Linked DNA regions of Mus musculus: region 1 is linked to region 2. The links are chromatin contacts, called in public Hi-C maps. All regions are on one chromosome and are shown on one strand. The core of a region is the stretch at or near the end of the contact, and the rest is flanking DNA. Distances in the headings are between cores, read along the strand shown.

What was found. Hi-C and Micro-C count contacts between places; a contact is called where the count stands out from the background.
Region 1: a contact with region 2 is called in a Hi-C map of olfactory sensory neurons, with 2.6 times the contacts expected there. The contact joins the promoter of Nek1 here to the enhancer-like site in region 2. A contact is called at or near these places in 1 of 39 promoter capture datasets (pre-B cells), 1 of 484 Hi-C or Micro-C datasets (olfactory sensory neurons), 5 of 115 datasets of contacts at active chromatin or transcription factors (the SCID.adh cell line, bone marrow-derived macrophages, embryonic stem cells and 2 more) and 4 of 9 other capture datasets (adipose tissue, liver, macrophages and 1 more).

What each region holds. Positions count from the first base shown.
Region 1 is chr8:60,991,760-60,994,507 of GRCm38.p6, reverse strand. Nek1 (NIMA (never in mitosis gene a)-related expressed kinase 1) reads right to left here and starts at 1,315. Exons shown (of 33, transcript NM_175089.4): 1 at 745-1,315.
Region 2 is chr8:60,911,428-60,914,127 of GRCm38.p6, reverse strand. It overlaps Clcn3 (chloride channel, voltage-sensitive 3), which reads left to right. Exons shown (of 13, transcript NM_173873.1): 13 at 953-2,700. The coding sequence ends at 1,043. Among named protein-coding and RNA genes, the nearest start is that of Hpf1, 22 kb to the right of the region's middle. Within about 2 kb of position 1,352, at least 14 of the 459 cell types and tissues checked have an H3K27ac peak or open chromatin away from gene starts, as enhancers often do. A contact at or near this core is called in olfactory sensory neurons, where this site is marked.

The DNA.
Region 1 (2,748 bases), core at 66-2,565, 80 kb before region 2:
CACAAAATCTGTTACTCTGGTTTCACCAGAACAAGAGGCCATTTTAAATGTAGACCTCTAGATCCTAGAAACTAGAAACAAAGAACTGCTTCTTTTTCCATCTGGCTGCTGCCCATCACCTCCACTTACTGCAGCATAAGCAAAGCCCATCACCGTGAAAGCTCAGATGGACTAGGGCTTTTAAGCCTTCACAAACATTTCCGATGTGATTTATGTAGGCAGTAAAAATATTTCTGCTTCTAGGGAGATCTTACAGGGAAGAATAAAACATTGGGCAGGGTATATAACTCAGTGGCAGATCACCTGCCTAGCAAAAATGAGTTCCTGTCATCCAATCCCCAAGACCCCTTCCCAAAGTTACACTGAATTATTAAAGTGGCAAAACTTTTAATACTTTACACGTGGAAATTGTGTCAAACCATGGAAAGCTTTAGGGTAACCAGTTAACTGCTATTTTTCTCATTAAAATATACAGGCATCTAATCTAATCTATTTAAGTGACTTATCATCTACTTAGATTAGTTTATCGTCTCTTAAGAGAGCGTTATCTTTTTAGAATACCAAAGAATTGCCTTGAGCCATACACAAGTCCTCCCCATTAACAACTTAAGGAGAAGGTGCTTTAGGCGCAAACACTTAAGGCGAGTATCCATGCACTCCACAGATCTATACAGGTCTCCTCACTCCCGGTGAGTTCACCATTCTGCTTGTCTGCCTGTCACTGCTTTCCCACGCGCAACTCACCTCAATGACACGGGACCTGAGTCAGAATAACAGTGGCGACCATAAGCACCGGTCTAGTGGCGGCAGTGTCTTCCTATAGGACTTAAGGCAGAAGCACCACGATGCATTTTGGAAATGACATGCTGTAAGAGAAAGCAAGTCTGTCTACCCAGCAGCCGCTCACAGCCCAGGCTGCGACTCCTACACCGGGCACCGGTCTCTGGCTGACGCGTCAGACTTGCCACCGTCGGGTCAGGCACAGTACTCCGCGACCCGCCCTGGCTACGCGGACGAAACAAACACAGCGGTTCCTGACCCCTTGGAAACGGCGGCTGCACAGGGGGAGTTGCTGGGTACCGCCCCCAACTTCACAGGTCGAGGTGGCTTGGCCAGGCGCGGACCCGCAGCGTGTGGGACTGGGAGGCTACCTGTCGCCCAAGTCCTCCCGCCTCGTCACAGTGACTATGGATTCCGGGGTGAGGGCAACTGCACAGGCTCAAGGTAAGGACGCTGCACGTTGCCGCCCTGAAACCATAGAGCTACTGCTGAGGAGAGGGGAACGGCCCTCGCGTCACTGTCGCTGGCGTGTGACGTCAGCGCGCAGGAGCCGACTTGTGGCGCTGCAGGGGAGGAGCCGGGATCTGCGGGGGGCGGGGCCAGGCGAAGCGAACGGACTGTACGTGCGGGGCGGGGCTGGACTAAGAGTGATGGGGCGGGGCTCCGGGGAAGGGCGGGGTTACGGAATAGGAAAGCTAGTGGGACCCGGCTCTCAGCCAGCAGCTGAGCTAGCGGGGAGCGTGAAGGACCAGAGGCCGGCCTAGAGGAGAGAGAGGCTAGGGAGAGGGTGCAGTGAGTGGGGGGCCTGTGGTAGGTAAAAGCTAAAAAGGGCGGTTTGGGAGCGGAGCGTAGCAAGCCGGGGATGGGTAGGGCAGAATCGGGGACGGGGGAATGGGGCGGGGCATCGTCAAGGGGCGGGGCCATTGGAATATGTTTGGGCCAAAAGAGCTAGGAAGTACTGGGACTAGAGAAAGGACTGGGCAAGTGCATTGGTGCAAGCACCGGGGACTGGGGGCGGGGAGGTGGAGACTGGAGCAACTTCAAGAGTTAAAAACTCCAAGCACCAAAGGGAGAGCGTGAGGTACTCCAAGCTCAAAGGAGCATGTGAAAGACGGGTGTCGGTAGAATAAAGTAAAACCGGAAAGAATTAGGCTGAGTGAAGGCGGGAATTTCGCTCAGGAATCTGACTCAGACTGAAGAGAGCATATTAACAACTTTTTCCCACACGGTACACAGATAAGGTACTTTTAATTTGAGCGCTCATTACTTAACTGAGGATGCCAAATATTTACAAGTAATTTTTCTTTAAGTACAATGCCCTTTAAAAAGTTATTTTAAGGGATGGCTCAAACAGCTCATCTCTGAAGACAGAAGACCAGGGTTCTGGGACGCAAACCTTGGTCTGGTTAACTCACCTGTAACAACTTCAGGAGCATCTTCTGCAAGCACCGGGACCTGAACTTATGCACATATCCACAGTTACTTCGTGAACTTAAACGAAGCAGTTTTATCTTTAATTTTTAGAATACAAAGTTACATTACAGTGTCCTACACCTTTATGTTTACTGTATATACACTTTATACTGAAGGGACTGACGATGTACAGTAGACTAAAAATCATTCGATGCAGGAATTGAAACAGTTGAGAACAAGCCTGGTGTCATCCCGAGTAGCTCTACTCAGTGAGCTAGAGGATGGCACTCTAGAAGTCCATACTTGAGGCAGGAAGAGGATAGTGTCTTTGTATACAGCCATAGTTGCTGTCCACATTGTTCCATTCGTGTGAATGGAACACTACCGAGGCTGCATAGACCTTGCCTAAGATCTGTAGACAGTTGATTTCTCTTTTCCATCCTTTCCCCATCCCACACACCCAAATCGACTTTTCTAGGTTCAGGAGCTTATAATTCTTTCCAGCTTGGAAATGGACAGATTAAGGGCTTCTTTGCCAGATGGTGACACTGCAAG
Region 2 (2,700 bases), core at 103-2,602:
ACTGTCATAGGTAGCTTTTGTCTTAATAGGCTTTATGTCTTAGTGGTGTCATTGATTAGAGATACAGTTTTGATTTGTGCATAACAAATTGTGTGACTTTAACAATTAATACCTCAAATTATTTTGACCTGCAATTCTCATAATTATATGAAACCTGTCCCCATTTGTTTAAGTACGTATTTCTATTGTATGCTAATATTTCACAAGTGTTTCATGCATCCTTTTTAAACTACTAACCAAATATAGTAGCTTCCCATTCATTCTGCTTTCTGCCTCACCTACATAATCTTTCAGGATTGCCTCTTGATTTCTTACCTACTGTTTAATGTAAACATTAACATCCAAACTTTGAATAAAGCACTGTATCTTCTTTGGGGCGAGCACAAAATTGAAAAGCAAAGACCCTAAGTATGCTTTCAGAATCCTGGGTTGTCACACTGTCAAGTCTGGGAGGTGAAGCTCTGCGCAGATCATTGGTTATGTATCTCATCTCAATTGTATGTGCTTTCAGCAATAGTCTGCATACAACTAGGCAAATTATTTCTTAAAAATTTTGGTTCTATAAACTATTGCGGTTTTAAATTGTTTTCTAATATAATGGCAATAGGTTCCTTTTCAAACTGGATCAGTATTACTTTCTGTTCAAACATCGTCCCAGTTTTTGCTACTTTTCTGTTGGCATACGTGAATCAGAGCAGCCCTGCTTCAGTGAGGCCTGCGTCCCAGCCCCAGTGGGAAGGGCCTCACACTCTACGTGGCCACTGTATTTTTGTCAGAGGATGGTTGCTGGGTAATTTCATTGTCTTTGCAGTAAAACACCTTTTAAAATAAGCACAATCAGGCTGCTTGCTTTGCTCTCTATTCCTGTCAACAAAAAGGATTTATCCATAGATTTAGTTCCTCTTGTCTTTTCCCTTTTATTTTAATAGCTTTTTCTGTTTATCCTTTTCAGACGCCTCCTTGGCATTATAACAAAAAAAGATATCCTCCGTCATATGGCCCAGACGGCAAACCAAGACCCCGCTTCAATAATGTTCAACTGAGTCCTGTAGATGAGGACAGAGAGGAGACAGAAGAGGAAGTTCGTTTGTTGAATAGCACAATTCTTTAATCTGCGGGACTCGTCCACTTTTTTCTTCTTTCAAAAAAAAAAAAAAAAGGAAATACAAGGCGAGCTTTGCAACCCGGTTTGCAAATAATGCTGGGAGAGCAGAGGGATTGTTTGGGGAGGGAGAAGGGAAAGAGTGAGGTATTTCCCTAGCTACCTGGAACAGTAATTCATCTCATGTTGCTCTGCACCTCACTGGCTGCACTCCCTGAGGAGTGCAGTGGGAGTGCAGGCTTGAGCCTCCGCGGAGCCGTCCGTCTGTCCCTGGGATCCTCGAGCGTCTGGCGGTTCCCTCAGCACCACAGAGACGCATTACAGTCCCTACTTCTGGAGGGACTACTTTGAATTGAGCCATCTATTAAGACTGCAAGGTCTTGCCCTTTTATACCAGAACTGTTGTGTTAAACTCATGAATTGTATAGTTACGCATCACCTTTCTACATTCCAAAAGAGCTTCTCTGTCCTCCCTCCCCCTTCCTCTGGAGCTGTAACGAAACCTCTCTGGTGTGTCCTTTTGAAGCAGTCCTTTCTCATATTGAGATGTACTGTGATTTTACTGACGTTTCATCACAAGAAGGGAATGTTTCTTGTGCCATTAACCATGTAGTCTGTACCATCACTAAAGGCTTGGGAATGTGTGCACACACCACTGCTGGCCAAGCAGGGAAAATCTGGAGGTGTGAATGCAATCTCCCAGCTTGTGTGCTGTGTGGTTCAGAATCTAAAACAAACTTGACTCTAATCAGTTTTATTTTTTCCTCTCAGACTTTATGGATAATGTGACCTAGTCTTATGCAAATTTTCTATTTCTGAGATGACTACTATGACAGAGAAGTGCTGTTCAGCATAACGAAAGCAAGCGCTGCTGCCGTGACTGTAAAGAGGAGGAAGGAGTCTGTTTAGCTGTACCTGGTATTAATTGCATGTTAAACACTGGAATTTTGTTCTTCAAATTAGATCATTCTTTTATTTCAGGATGTTTCACTGCTGACACTGGAGATGAACTGTAATTCATAACTTGCACTAAATGTATATTTCTTTTCTTAAAAATTTACCATTTTTATTTATATTTTTATGGATTAAAATTTATAAAATGCAGATCAGTTAATATTGCACATAAATAATTTTACCTTTTTAATGTGACTTTTTTTAATAGACTAATTCTGACTTACAAATATGGAGGTATGAGTAAAGATTACCATGGGCACAAGGGTTTAAGAAGAGGTAGTCATGTCCGTGACCCAGAGTACACATGATACCTTCTGATTTCTCACTGCCATCTCCTGGCCTATGCCCTTTGACCTGTCCATCTTGACCACAAACTAGAAAGTTGAAAATACCATAAATTACTAGTACTAGATTAAAGCCAAACTTTTTTTTTTTTTTAAGAAAAATCAATCAAAAATGAAAACAAGAAAATCACAGTGTGGTTATAACCTTTGAATCACTGGGTAGGTCACAGCCATCCCTGAAGTGTTCTGTGATGATTTCAGTAGATATGGTGCACGTTTTACAGATTAGTTATAATGTACCTCAGAGTATAAGGAGTTGTTATTGGCAGTGTTTTAATCATGGTCTTAATTTCCAACTGG